Linked DNA regions of Mus musculus: all the other regions are linked to region 1. A link is a contact called in public Hi-C and promoter capture Hi-C data. All regions are on one chromosome and are shown on one strand. Each heading gives the region's core, a stretch centred on a gene start, on an enhancer-like site or on the middle of the called end of the contact. The rest is flanking DNA. Distances are from core to core; before and after follow the strand shown.

Region 1 (3,095 bases), core at 288-2,787:
TCTCTGACCTACATGTCAGCAACACAAAAAGTTATAAAGCCAAAAAGCCAACATAGGAGAGTGAACTTAATGCATATAGCTTTCCAAACTACTTATGAATTTAAAAGAGCTGAATTGTAAAACTGGTAAAAATAAAGGATCTGCACACGCGCGTGCACACACACACACAAACACAGAAAACAAAGGGCAGCAACGGGGATGAATAACTACAAATTTAAGAAAAAAAAAATCACAAGAACAGTAAGAATTACAGAGGAAAACTTTACGAACTCTAAAGTCAGGACGTAATAAAAGTAACAGTATTCCTCCAGATGTTTGAGTACTTCTTTTCCTTAATAATCTAAGTCGATTTCCTGTTAAATACGAAATCCCAGGGCTTGCAAAAAAGAAACAAACAAACAAATAGACAAACAAAACTTGGGCTGTTGGTGTCCTGTTTAAAAACCCAGACTGTATTTCATTTCCCTAGCTGACCCGAATCCATGACACAGTCCTATCCAAAAGCAAAAGGCACCCATTCAGTCAAACAGCCTACGAAAATAGCGGTGGAGTGCGGCCCGTGACAACCGCCGACGAACGGGGGAGAGAAATGAGTGGTTCTGAAAAGTTAAAAAACTCCGGGACCTAGCCATGACGCCAAAGGGAGCTCCGGCGACACACCCAGGGCGGACCGCCACGTTAAGGATACAGCTCTTGCGGGGTGGAGAGGGTTCTCGCCAGCTCTGGCTGCTGCCGAATCCGGATCCCGCTCCTCCTGATCCTCCTCCTCCAGGAGGTCTGCACCCCGGCTTGCCTCCTCGCTCCCCCACTCCTCGCCCCCGACTCCAGCGACTCCCACCCCGGTAAGGCCTGCTGCCTCGAAAGCGGAAACGGTCCAGGGCGATGTGGCTCCGCTCCCAGAAGGACGGCCGGGGGCTGCTTTCCGACAGGGACCCCGACGGCATCCGCCCTGGGGGCGGGTGAGTCCGGAACGGTTCTTTGGGTCGGTAGCTGCTGGGTCCCCTGAGCTGGCCCCGCTCGGCCGGGTGCCGTGAGCGTGAGAAATTCCTCAGCTGCTGCTGGGAGGACGACGAGGAGGACGAGGAGCCGCCGCCGCCTCCCCCGGATCCACCGCCCCGGGCCGGGGGAGGAGGCCGCCGCCGCGGGTACGGTAACAGCCCGCCGCCGCTGCTGCTGCTGCTGCTGCTCCGGCTCCGGCTGTTGTCGTCGTCGCTGATCTCCCCGTCTTCGAGCTCCCCTTCTTCCTTCGGCGAGAGGCCGCTAGAGGCCGGGGTCGAAGGATCGGCGGCGGCCGCCATCCGGAGTGCAGCGCTGGCCACACGACCTGAAGCCCTCCGGCCGGGGACCGCCCGACCGCCGCCTGCCTTCCCCTTCCTCCTCCGCCCTCTGTCCTAACGGACCCGGCGGGCGCGGCCTTTCCCGTGCTCGGACGCCCGGCAGGTTCTGCTCCCCAACTTCCCCGCACCCCAGATCGCTCTCTCTCGCTCGTCGGACCGTCGCTCGCCAGTTCCCTCTCCTAGCGCCCCCTTGCTGCTCTTCCGCCTCGCGAGAAAGCCTCTGTAGAAGGAGGCCGGGTCCCGAGCGTCATTTCCTGCGGCACGCCGGAAGGCGACCCTCCGAGTCTTGCGAGACAGGAAGCGCCCACCCCCATGTCCGCCGCGGTGCTGGCTGGGATTTGTAGTCTCCTCTTGCTCCAGGCTTCGCCCTTGTGTCCCTGCAGTCTTAACTGTCCCCTAGCATCCCGTCCGAGGTGGCAGGCGGGGAAGGAAGGGGTTAGTGTCTGGGTTGCGGACATGCTCTTTCAGCCGCAGACCTGAGTTTCAGAGTCATTAGTCGGTGGGGAAGACATCTGCCATCTTCTCATTCATTGCTAGGGGGCCCCCGTCTGAGACGCTGGACCTAGTCTCTTTGGGACCCCGGGAGGTAGGGGAGGGCGGGGAGCGGGTGTGGCCGCCATGTTGGTGAAGGCGACTGTCTGCGCCCGGAGCTCCGGCACGTTGGCTCTGCAGGCCTAAGCCCGCCATATTAATAAAGAGACAGGAGAGTGGGCCCTCCCTCCCACCCCGGTACTGTGCACGCCCCTCTGCCCTCCCCGCGCTCTGCACCGAGCTGGCGGCGCGGGGTCGCCTGCCTCGTTTGTCTAGCGTTTGACAGAAGCTTGCTTAGCGGGCAGCGCCTCCGAAGTGGCGTAAGGTGGCGCCGAATGAGGGGCCCGGGGAAATGCCGACCAATTGCGCCGCGGCGGGCTGTGCTGCTACCTACAACAAGCACATTAACATCAGCTTCCACAGGTAAACCTGGGAGGGGAGCGGGGTGACGGAAACGGGAGCCTAGGCAGTCTTGAGTCTCGGTCGTGTCAGAAGAACAAGGTCCTCTGACTTTGGTCACTTGCCCAGCTGCGAAGAGCAAGGGGAGCCTCGCTCTTGTCCTTTGTGTGTGGGTCCGCACATCTGGAAACATTTGCTCCTTTTCCGAGGAAAGTTTACCAAATTTGAAAAAAAAAAAAGAAAGAAAGGAAGAAAAGAAAAAGAAACCCGAGTTACTATGCCTTGCATTAAAAAGTGATGAGTATACCTTTATTTTCTACTCTTTTATTTTTTATATCTTAGACCATGCCTTAAGAAGAATGACGCCATAAGGGTTCAAACCAACAAATCACTTTAGAAGCCTGCTGAGTTCGAGTTAAGATTAGGCAATTTTCACTACTGGAATTGACGTGGGAAACATTTCTAATAGTCACACATGGTAACTGAGTCAATCTAATTAAGCAATGTTTATCAAAGAGCAAATAGAAACTCTCTCTTGAACAGAATCACGCACTCACACACAGGTTGAACGTACAGTCATGTCTTTAATTCTGTTAAGTCAAACTCCAAAGCATGTGAACACCGACTTGAATATAATAGGCGGCACTCAGTAAATGGTCACCTTTCCTTCTAGAACTGCCAACTGCCTGAAGAAAAGAAATACTGAAAACTAAACTGAAAACAGTTCTGATTTTATATGCTGTACCATTATACCTTGTGATCTTAGAAATATCTTTGCTCTTTTTCCTACCTCACTGTTACTACGTGCATCCCCTAACTAAAAGCTGC
Region 2 (3,095 bases), core at 208-2,707, 4.8 Mb before region 1:
GAACGAGAGGATCCAGGAGCCGAGAGAAGCACGGCCGAGACGGCAGTGTTATATGGGAGTGAGAGGGAGGCTTGTGAAGTGGAGACACTTGGGGGTTGGGGGGAGGAGCTGAGAGGAACCAGGGTGCCAGCATGTACTTTATTATCTAATAAGCTCCACAGCTAGCCATTTGTCCCCAGTTTCTTTTGGACTTGACACTAGGGACAAGTAGAATGGGTAGAAGACGGCTTTAAAAAGACAGAGAGAGACCGACCCCTAAGAGAAAAGTGGATCATTTTTTAGAAAAACCATGTAAATGAAGACCGAGGCTCACCCTTTTCCTCATCTGCGCCGTCACACCGCCCTTCCTCACACTGCATTTTCTCCTGGCGAGGTTTGGCTACCACCACGGTTGCTATCTCCTCAACGTCTTTCATTAGAGCATCCCCGTCCACTCTGAGGATACTCTTCAGTCTGTTGAGCTCCCTTGGCGCATTCTTCTTTCTCTTCTCGGCCCGCATCTTCCTCTTCCACTTACTCCGCAGGCTTTTAGCCATGCTTCACCTGGCGGTGAACAGAAACACAAACAAAAGGTTTACTGCTCACACCCTTGACTGGCAAGGACGTGGCCAAGCAGCCTTCTCTTCAGAACTGGGACAGATGGAAGAGAAGTTGTGCTGTGCCCTCATGCTTAGCTTATGTAATAATCAGCGCAGAGCATGAAAGGACTAAGTCCGGACACGTCAGGCCCCTTTAAGTAGGAACAAGTCGTTAATTCAAGCCGTTCTCAAAGAGCAGCTATGCATAGTAGACACAGAAAGCGAACAGCTCCGCCTTAAAATCACCTATTGCGCTGTTCTTATCCAATATCCGTCACCACATCTTTAGTGTGAACTTTTAACAGCTTAAACCATAGCTCCCTGCCTTTTAAAGACTCCTCCCCTCGTGTATCAAAGCTCATCCCGCTCCTCTCGGGCCTCCGACTTACTCTCTAGCCCCACACGCACGCAAGCTCCAGTCCGCACAACGCCCACTTCAGGACCGTCACATCTCCGATCTAGGTCTGGAAATGGCTCTCCCTAAGGCTCGCTCTGATCCTCCGACTCCTGTCAGCTCCTTTCTACCAAGTTCGGCTTCAACCCGGAGCTACCGTCCCCGTCTGCGGACTGCGGGGCTGAGCCGGATCCCCCGGGGCCACCGCTCTGCTGCACACCGTACAGGTCACGAGAACCGTGGGGTGGCTGGGTGAGGTCCCCTGAGCGTCAGCAATCACCAGTGGTCCGTGTGCGGGACCCCGAGCCTCGCCCTCCCGAGCCCCGCACCGAGCGAGGATGCGGTCAGGTCTCGCCGCGGAGGCAGGGTCCGAGCCAGTCCTTCACGCCGCGGAGTTGAGTCCAAAGCCCACGCAACTCACCTGAGAGACAACACCGCGCACCACGCGTGGGACGCCAACCGGAAGTACAGGCGCTTCCGGCTTCCGTTCAGGGGCCAGCGCACAGCATGCCGGGATCCTTGAGAGGCGTGGTCTTTGGGGAGGCGTGGTCAACCAGCTGTCTCTGTCATCCCGAGGCTTTGGCTGACCCCTACACCTACAGGAGAAAGTTTAAGGAATTTCCTGTCGGGAGTGGCAAATTATAAATCAAAGCATCTCAAAGCCTTGGATGGGCCAAGCCTGGCCGGGGGCCCTGTCTGTGACAGCCTCACGAGAAAGGATACCAAAGGGATTGCTCAGCTCTGATCATCCTGGAGCCCTTTCTGAGTTTTGTTTTTGTTTAATTGCAGTCTAGAAATTTTCTCATTTCGGCTGAGGATCCTAGGAGGTACGCGGCTGTGAGGATGTATCAAATTGTACAACTTAAATACGTCACGTCGACTGCATGCCAGTTATATTTCAAAGTGTCACCCAACAGAATAATCTTTCCTTATCCCCACGAATTTAAAGGGTAAAACAAGCTATTTCAACCAATGTTGATCTGTCCAAACTATTACATACCTGAGACAAAGCTAACCTAGGGTGAATGAGTTTACAAAAAAAGGTGTGGTTTTTGCATGTGCTTCTAATATTGCACAAGCTATGGGCGATACGCAAGTCTCTTTAACACTTGTGAAAGATAAGAAGAGTGTCTTAGGGCCTAGATAGTACCTCATTCATTGATCTTCAGTGGGTGATTAGGCAACAAACGTTAACTACCCAGACTTACCTGGAAACAGTGTTTTCAACAGATCACCACATTCAAGCATGTATGTGTACCACATGTGTGCCTGGTACCAGAAGAGGCCAGAAGAGGCCATCTCATCCCTTGAACTGGATTTACAGTTGGTTGTGAGTCACCACAGGGGTGCTGGGAACCAGTTTTACTTAGTTTTACTTCCATTACTGTGAAGACACCATAACCAAAGCAACTCTTAAAAAGTAAAACATTTATTTGGGACTGGCTCACAGTTTCAGAGGTTCAGTCCATTGTCGTCATAGCAGGAAGCATGACAGCATGCAGGCAGACATGGCGCTGGAGAAGCCCAGATCTGAAGGCAGCCAGAGGTTCTCTTCTGAACTGGCTGGAGCTTGAGCACTAGGGACCTTAAAGCCCACCTACACAGTGACACACTTCATCCAATAAAGTCACACCTATTCCAATGAGGCCTCACCTCCCAATATTGCCACTTCCCATGAGCCAAGCATATCCAAATCACCACAGAACTGAACCCAGGTCTTCTGCAAGAGCAAGAGGTGCTCTTAACCACTGAACCAGGTCTCCAGCCCCCTTTATAAGTGATGACTTATAAAATCCCTGTTTAATTGCTAGAAGAGCTGTGTCTTTTTGAAGAAACCATGCATATAGTGGAGCAAGCACTGAGATTTTTAACCCAGGAAAAATACAGTTGGCATTATAACAAGAGGAAGCGTGCATGCCCTGGGTTTGAAAAATCAACCTTACAGATGCTCTAAATTGGCAGCTTCATGTACCAAAAGGCTGTGGCTTTTGAACAGAAATTTGGAAAATAAAATCAACCTATTATGTATTAAGACACATTCCACAATTTGGCATGAAAAAGCTCTTATAAAAACTAACCATATGAAATTTGTTGCCATTAAATATAAACACCGTTCATTTTTA
Region 3 (3,095 bases), core at 194-2,693, 3.9 Mb after region 1:
CAGCCAGGGCTACACAGAAAAACCCTGTCTGGAAACCACCACCCCCACCCCATCCCGCCCCCCCCAAAAAAATCAAAAAACAAAAAAATGTAAATTTTAGGCACTCCTCTAATCCAAAGTATTCTTTGGATATTAAGTTTGGGAAGGTGTTTTGATGGCGTCTATTTTCAAAAGTGGTAAACTTTATGTTGGCTCTCCTGAAATTAGAGGTGTTGGGAAAGTCTTTAAAACGTTTCTCATTTTGGAATTTAGAGACAGGAGACAGTCTGAAGTAGTTAGCCCTGGAAGATAGCCTGTATGCCTGGTGCATCCTTTTAGTCTGGGAAGCCCTGCCCTCTGGACAGGACCTGTCTCCGCCCTCCCTCCGATGCCACTCCTGAGATCTTTACAGAAATGTGGCGCACTGAGCTTGGTCAGTATATTATTAATGCCTTGTTCCACCCCATGGTCCTTCCACTTCATCCCTAGTGAGAATTCTGGGGGGAGGGAGGGGGTGCTGCCTGAAGGGAAGAACCACGCTGTTGGTCTATTAAACTCGAACCCCACTCCCCACCCCCAACAAGCCAGCCCTTCTTAGTTTTCGTCTCAGAACCATCTGGAGGTTTAAGGAGACTAGGATTAAGTCTCTCCACACAAATATACCCCGGCCACGTTACCCATCGAAGTTCTAACTGTACCTGTGAGACACAAAACAAGATCTTTTGTTAAAAAAAAAAAAAAAAAAAAATAGCTAGGCTGAACGCTTTGCACGTGTTAACCCCTTATAACCCTGGCGGTGGAGGCTGCTCGCCCCTCCATCCTCCCATCCGCTAGCACAGTTCCCTCCAGGAAGACCCAGGGAGCCGGTGAGACCGTGGCGGGACTGGTACTCGTGGCGACCCCTCCTCCTCCTCCAACTCCGACGGAGGTGTCGGGTGGGCCCCGGCAGGGGTCTCCGGCCGCCCGCGGCGCGGTCCCCACGTGCCCCGGCTCCTGCGCGCCGAGGCCGCGCGGCCTGCACAGCCCCTCCCTGCGGGCGGAACTCGCGCGGCCACCGTTCCTTCCATGTCCCCCATCCCCGCGGCCCGCCTCGCCGGGGTTGCCCTCGCGGTGGGCTCCACCGAGGCAGAGGCGGCCGGGCGACCCAGGGCGCCCCGCGGCGTGGCCTCCTCCTCCTCCTCCGCTCTCCCGCGGCCTCGCCGTCCCGCGCGCCCCGCAGCCGCCGGCGCTCCCCGGGGTCCCTCAGGCCGCATGGCCGCTCCGGAGCGCTCACCCCGCGGCCTCAGCCCGACACCTCGCAGGCCCCCGCCACCCGGCCCTCCCGGCCCCCAGCCGTTACCGTTCCAGGAGGCTCGGACGCGGAGCCGGGCGGCGGGAGCTGCGCAGGCAGTGACTCAGGGCGGCGGCAGCGGCGGCGGCGGGAGGAGCAGGAGGCGGCGCCGCGAGCAGATGGCGCTAAAAAAGACCCGAGAGCCCGCCGCTCGCGCTCATATACAATTAGCGTCAGCACGTAGGGCTGCTCCGACGCCCTCCCCCTGGCCTCGGCGTTGCGTAGCAACGGGAGCGGGAGGCGGGCCTGGGCCTTGTTGCCTGGTTACAGAGCCGTCCTTCTTCCCCGGCACCTTAGGCTTCCCGCCTGTGGCGGTCTTGTGCTCGCCATCTCTTCTCCCTTCTACGCTGCGATGGAAATCCCAATCCCACAGCGACGACCCATAGGTCCCGCTCCTGGTTCTCCTTGCCCGCCTGGGTTAGGGACACAGCCTAGTGGCAGGCTTGCAGTATCCTGGCTAGGATTCCCATCCGCATCCAGACCTAATCCCAGCACGCCTCTCCCCTCTCCCCACCCCCTTCTCCTCTGAAACCATTTTCCCACTCTAGCTGAGAACTAACAACTCTTTTCTTGTGACCACCGCGGCAGCGTCTTCGGCTGGTTTTGCTTCTAACTCGGGGCGCCTCTACGCCTTTTAGGGTGTTCCACATCACGTTTACCTGATACACAACCCTTCATCTCTGCTTTAGTTCATTTGATGGAAGTAAAGAGCGTATTTTTGCGTATTACTGCTTTATAATGAAAATAATCAGCATACCAATTTTTCATCTTCCTGAAAAAGTAAATCAACCCTTAAGCTCATGAAATCTTGCAGCTATTTTTCAGTTGACTACAAATCACCTGTTCTGTTAACTATGTTTGGTGCTTTGGGGTTTTGTTTTTTAGGTAGGGCCACAGTGAGGCCCTGCAGGTATCAGATTTTAAATCTTTCAGAGAGTGGCTATGTGCCACAATTTGAGATCGTCAAATCAAACAGCTGTGCTCCAAGTGTGGTCTTTATGGTGGGAGGTTAATCTGTCTATAATACTAAGGCACTGTCTACATTTTACATTCCCATCCTCCCACAAGCCTTCACTGGAGTCTTCCAGACACTACAAGTCGTGAGATAGGGCAACATTGGAAATACAAACAGACAGACAGGAGAATCTGGTTATCTGTTGTGAAATCAGGCATGGAAGAACTTGGCAAAAAGTAGTATGTGCATACAAAAGGCTATGTGCTAGTATTTTAGTGAAAGAATAACTACTCTTTGAGTCCTTTGGATGTAGCTCATTTGGTAAGAGTGCCTGCCTAAGATGCATGAAGGCCCCAGGTTCAAACCACAGCATCACATAGCCCACACATGGCTTCATTTCTGGAGTTGCACCCCTGCAGAGATAGAGGCACAGGGATAAGGAATTTAGGGTCATAGAGAGTTCCAGGTCAGCGCGGAATATTTAAGGCCCTGTAGCAGAAAAAAAAAAAAAATCACTGTTAATTTCCAACAAGATAACTATCAGTATCTGGAATGCACACAAAGGTCTCTGGGGGAAAGTGGAGTGTGGTGTCACACACCAGTTAAGCCAGAACTCTGGAGATAAAGACAGGAGGATTTTCAACTCTACTGCAGCCTGGCTACGTAGTGAGACCCTATCTTAAAGCTAAGCAAAGCTTTTGGACTTGTCAAAGGTTTTTTGGGGGCTTGCTTATTGGTTTGTTTGTTTTTAAAGGAAAGATCCTGGGACATCTATTAGTTTCCCTGAAACTTTAAAATGTCTGTAATTAGCATTAGTCAAGTTGTTCAAGG
Region 4 (3,095 bases), core at 176-2,675, 3.9 Mb before region 1:
CAGGCAGAGGCAGAGGGGCAGAGGGGAAGGGGGGCAGGGGGTCAGAGGGGCAGGGGGGCAGAGGCAGGGGGATCTGAGTTTGAGATCAGCCTGGTCTACAGATTGAGTTCCAAAACAGCCAGGGTTACCCAGAGAAACTCTATCTCAGAAAAGCAAACCAAACCTAAATCTCTGATCCTTCCAACTCTTCTTTGGGCTATTTGTGAAATACTGAACGGTTAGGGAAACTTGGAGAGTAAACAAACAGTTGTACATGTCACCTCTGATCTCTGGTGGTTGTGTTGGTGTATCCGAGCACATAGGAAAACTTAGATTTCATAACTAAGTGCACAGAAGCCGACTATTGAAAGATGTAGGCTCAGAGCACAATCTGCAATGATACTTCCCCACCACCTCCCCTATTTGCGACAGGTTTGCACTAGATACCCCTAACTGGCCTAGGATTCGATTTAGAGACCAAGCTAGCTTTTATACTTGAGACCCACAAGGCTCTCCTACACTTGCCTCTACTGATCAGGGATTAGAGGCGTGCACCATCCATGTTTGGCATTGGGAGAGAATCCTTACTAGGACCTAAATGGAACAGAAAAAAAGTGGCTCCGGGATGAATAAAAGGATTACGTCCAAACTGTGGCCCTGAGGCCTTTTAGCGGAGCAAAGATTAGTACTAAGGTTCGACTAGGCCCCTACCAAAACACTGAATTTTGCAAGGCGCTTGCCCAAAACAACATGAGGACGGGGGTGGGGGTGGGAGTGGGCGATGTTTTCAGGGAAACAGACACTTTAGAAACAGCACACGCCGATGGAAAGATTTTATTTAGCATAACCCGCGTTGCCTGCCTGCAAATCCCAGCATTCTCTCCGACCACGGGAACCAATAAAGAAACTCCAGGTTCAAAGAGCCAATCACGTCCTTCGTGTGTCCCCAATTGAATTGTGGGAGTCGTAGTTCTCACGTGGCAACCATACAGCATGGTTGTTAGGGGACAGTTTCGGCCACGCGTACCGTTCGGAAAGAGAGCTCATTTTTCCATTGCACCCCTTGGCCTCCAGGCCAGCTCTTAGCATCATCACCCACAAGCCCCACGCGCTTTCAAACGCATAGACCTTCCTTCTTAATGTCGCAGGGAGGAGCAAGGAGCGTTTGCAGAACTCCGGCCTTGGACGCTCACTGCCCGTCCTTTAACCGTCGCTTTAAGGTCTCGCGAGAAGAGCCCCTCGAGGCGTTGCCATTCCGCCCGAAAGGCGGCCCGTGCGAAGACAGACAGCCGGCCGGGCCAACGGGAGCGTCCCTGTAAACCGCGACTGCGCAGAGTGCGCCGGGCAGCCCCGGTGACCTCCGACCCCGCCTCCCCGCAGCGCCCTGCGTCGGCCGCCCCCGCCCTCCTAGCGAAGGAGGCGGGCTTTGGCCTCTTGCCCTAGGGAGCGAGTGCGGAGGGAGTGGGAGCGAGGCGGCCCGAACGCAAGTGTCTGGCTTCCCGGCGAGGCCCAAGCCGTCCGTCCCGCCGCCCATGAGCTCGGCGCCCCGCGAGCAGCGCCGTCGTTAGGCCGTCCCCGTCACTCACTCTCGGCCTCCCCTACCTCCCCCCCGGGGCAGCCATTCCCCTCCCCATCCCCGTCTGGCCGGGGACTGGACGTCGCGTCGGAGCGCCTTCCCCAGTCCGCGTCGCGGTGCGACCCTGGAAGCGGGCGCCGCCGCCAAGGAGAGGAGGAGCCCCGGCCGCGGGGCCCAGCAGCCACTGAGCCAGCAGGCGGGATCGAGGCCGGCAACATGGCGAGCGCTTCGTACCACATCTCCAACTTGCTGGAGAAAATGACATCCAGCGACAAGGACTTCAGGTGAGGCTGAAATCCGACCCTCGCCCCACCTCGGGGTGGGGGAGAGGTGGAGGGCGGCCGCCGCCCGGGCCTCGCGACAGGCCCTGCCCCACCCCTCGGTCCGGCGGGTCTCCAGCCACCCCCTCCCCCATCTCCCCGCTAGGCCGTTGTCCGCTCTGGCCGCCCGGGGCTGGTCCGCGTCCCGGCGTCCCTGGCGCATCCTTTGTCCACCCCCAGGGACGCGTCCCAGGTAGCGCCCGGGCCCGAAGGCACGGGCTGCGCGGGAGGGAAGGAGTTTTTCCCGGGCGGGCGGGTGGCCGGGCCTAGTCCCCGGCCCTCCCGAGGCGCCAGGCCATCCCGGCGCTGGGGGACAAGCTGCCGCTCTCCAGCCACTCAGCCGCCGCCTGGCTTTTTCCCGCGGATGGGAAATGGGTGCCACGATCAACTTTCTCCGAGGCCTTCGCTGATTGGATTGTATACTTTCTCTTTGGATCCTTCTCTTTGGCGAAGGTGGCCAGAAGGGGGAGGGGAGCCCGGCTTGGTGGGGGGGAAACTTGGCCTGCAGGGTTTTCCCGCCAGCATCCCTGTCACTTTTCTCCGGCCGAGTGAAAGCCACGCAGGATCTTGGGGTTTCGGTCTCACATCCCTATACAGAGTCATGGCCAGAGGGCTGGATTGCCAAGCAAACCAATCTTGAAAAGAGAGGCTGGTGAGCCATGAAGCTTAATCATAGAGTTGTGTTCTGCAAGACCTGGACCATTGGTTCTTAGTCCCGTGCATATCGAAGGTGTTATATTTTCACACAGTCGCCTCGTCTGTTTTTTTCATGCTACACTGATTGTTAACACACACACCACGCCTAATCCTTCACAAATAAGCCCTCTGTCAAAAGAAAAAAGGCTATTTTTTTGATACCTAAGTTTTCCTCTGTAATGCCTTGGGCCATAGTACAGTTTTGTGTGCATTTAGACTAAAGAACAAGTAATCTTTGGTTAAAATTAGTCTAGGAGCTTGGTTTTTGTTCTGTGAACTCTTAACACCTGAAGGTTTGTCCAAATCCTATCTGAAGCAATTTTCCCACTGGTGAAAGGGGAACTCCGGGGAAAATAATGCCTTTGTTCCTAGGTAAAGTCATAAGTGCGCAGTGAACTACATACAGGGTCGTTTCTCTGACTCCAAACCACCAAGAATTTGATATATATGTATGTATACCTACCTACCTATGGAGTTTCTGAGTCTTACATTTCCATTTTTAAAAAAGTTTCCCCTGAGGATGA

Evidence for each region. Promoter capture Hi-C pulls out the DNA fragments that hold promoters and counts their contacts. A called contact is a pair of places that touch in the nucleus more often than the background predicts.
Region 2: a contact with region 1 is called in a Hi-C map of B cells, with 6 read pairs. The contact joins the promoter of Llph here to the promoter of Zfc3h1 in region 1. A contact is called at or near these places in 1 of 39 promoter capture datasets (pre-B cells) and 1 of 484 Hi-C or Micro-C datasets (B cells).
Region 3: a promoter capture Hi-C map of pre-B cells shows a contact between it and region 1. The contact joins the promoter of Nap1l1 here to the promoter of Zfc3h1 in region 1.
Region 4: a promoter capture Hi-C map of pre-B cells shows a contact between it and region 1. The contact joins the promoter of Cand1 here to the promoter of Zfc3h1 in region 1. A contact is called at or near these places in 1 of 39 promoter capture datasets (pre-B cells) and 1 of 484 Hi-C or Micro-C datasets (neutrophils).

Annotation. Positions count from the first base shown.
Region 1 is chr10:115,383,401-115,386,495 of GRCm38.p6, reverse strand. Zfc3h1 (zinc finger, C3H1-type containing) reads right to left here and starts at 1,537. Exons shown (of 35, transcript NM_001033261.2): 1 at 689-1,537. The coding sequence starts at 1,298. It overlaps Thap2 (THAP domain containing, apoptosis associated protein 2), which reads left to right and starts at 2,061. Exons shown (of 3, transcript NM_025780.4): 1 at 2,061-2,291. The coding sequence starts at 2,221.
Region 2 is chr10:120,225,422-120,228,516 of GRCm38.p6, reverse strand. It overlaps Llph (LLP homolog, long-term synaptic facilitation (Aplysia)), which reads right to left and starts at 1,457. Exons shown (of 3, transcript NM_025431.2): 1 at 1,394-1,457; 2 at 314-543. The coding sequence starts at 536.
Region 3 is chr10:111,471,575-111,474,669 of GRCm38.p6, reverse strand. Nap1l1 (nucleosome assembly protein 1-like 1) reads right to left here and starts at 1,443. Exons shown (of 16, transcript NM_015781.5): 1 at 1,319-1,443.
Region 4 is chr10:119,238,385-119,241,479 of GRCm38.p6, reverse strand. It overlaps Cand1 (cullin associated and neddylation disassociated 1), which reads left to right and starts at 1,425. Exons shown (of 15, transcript NM_027994.1): 1 at 1,425-1,839. The coding sequence starts at 1,772.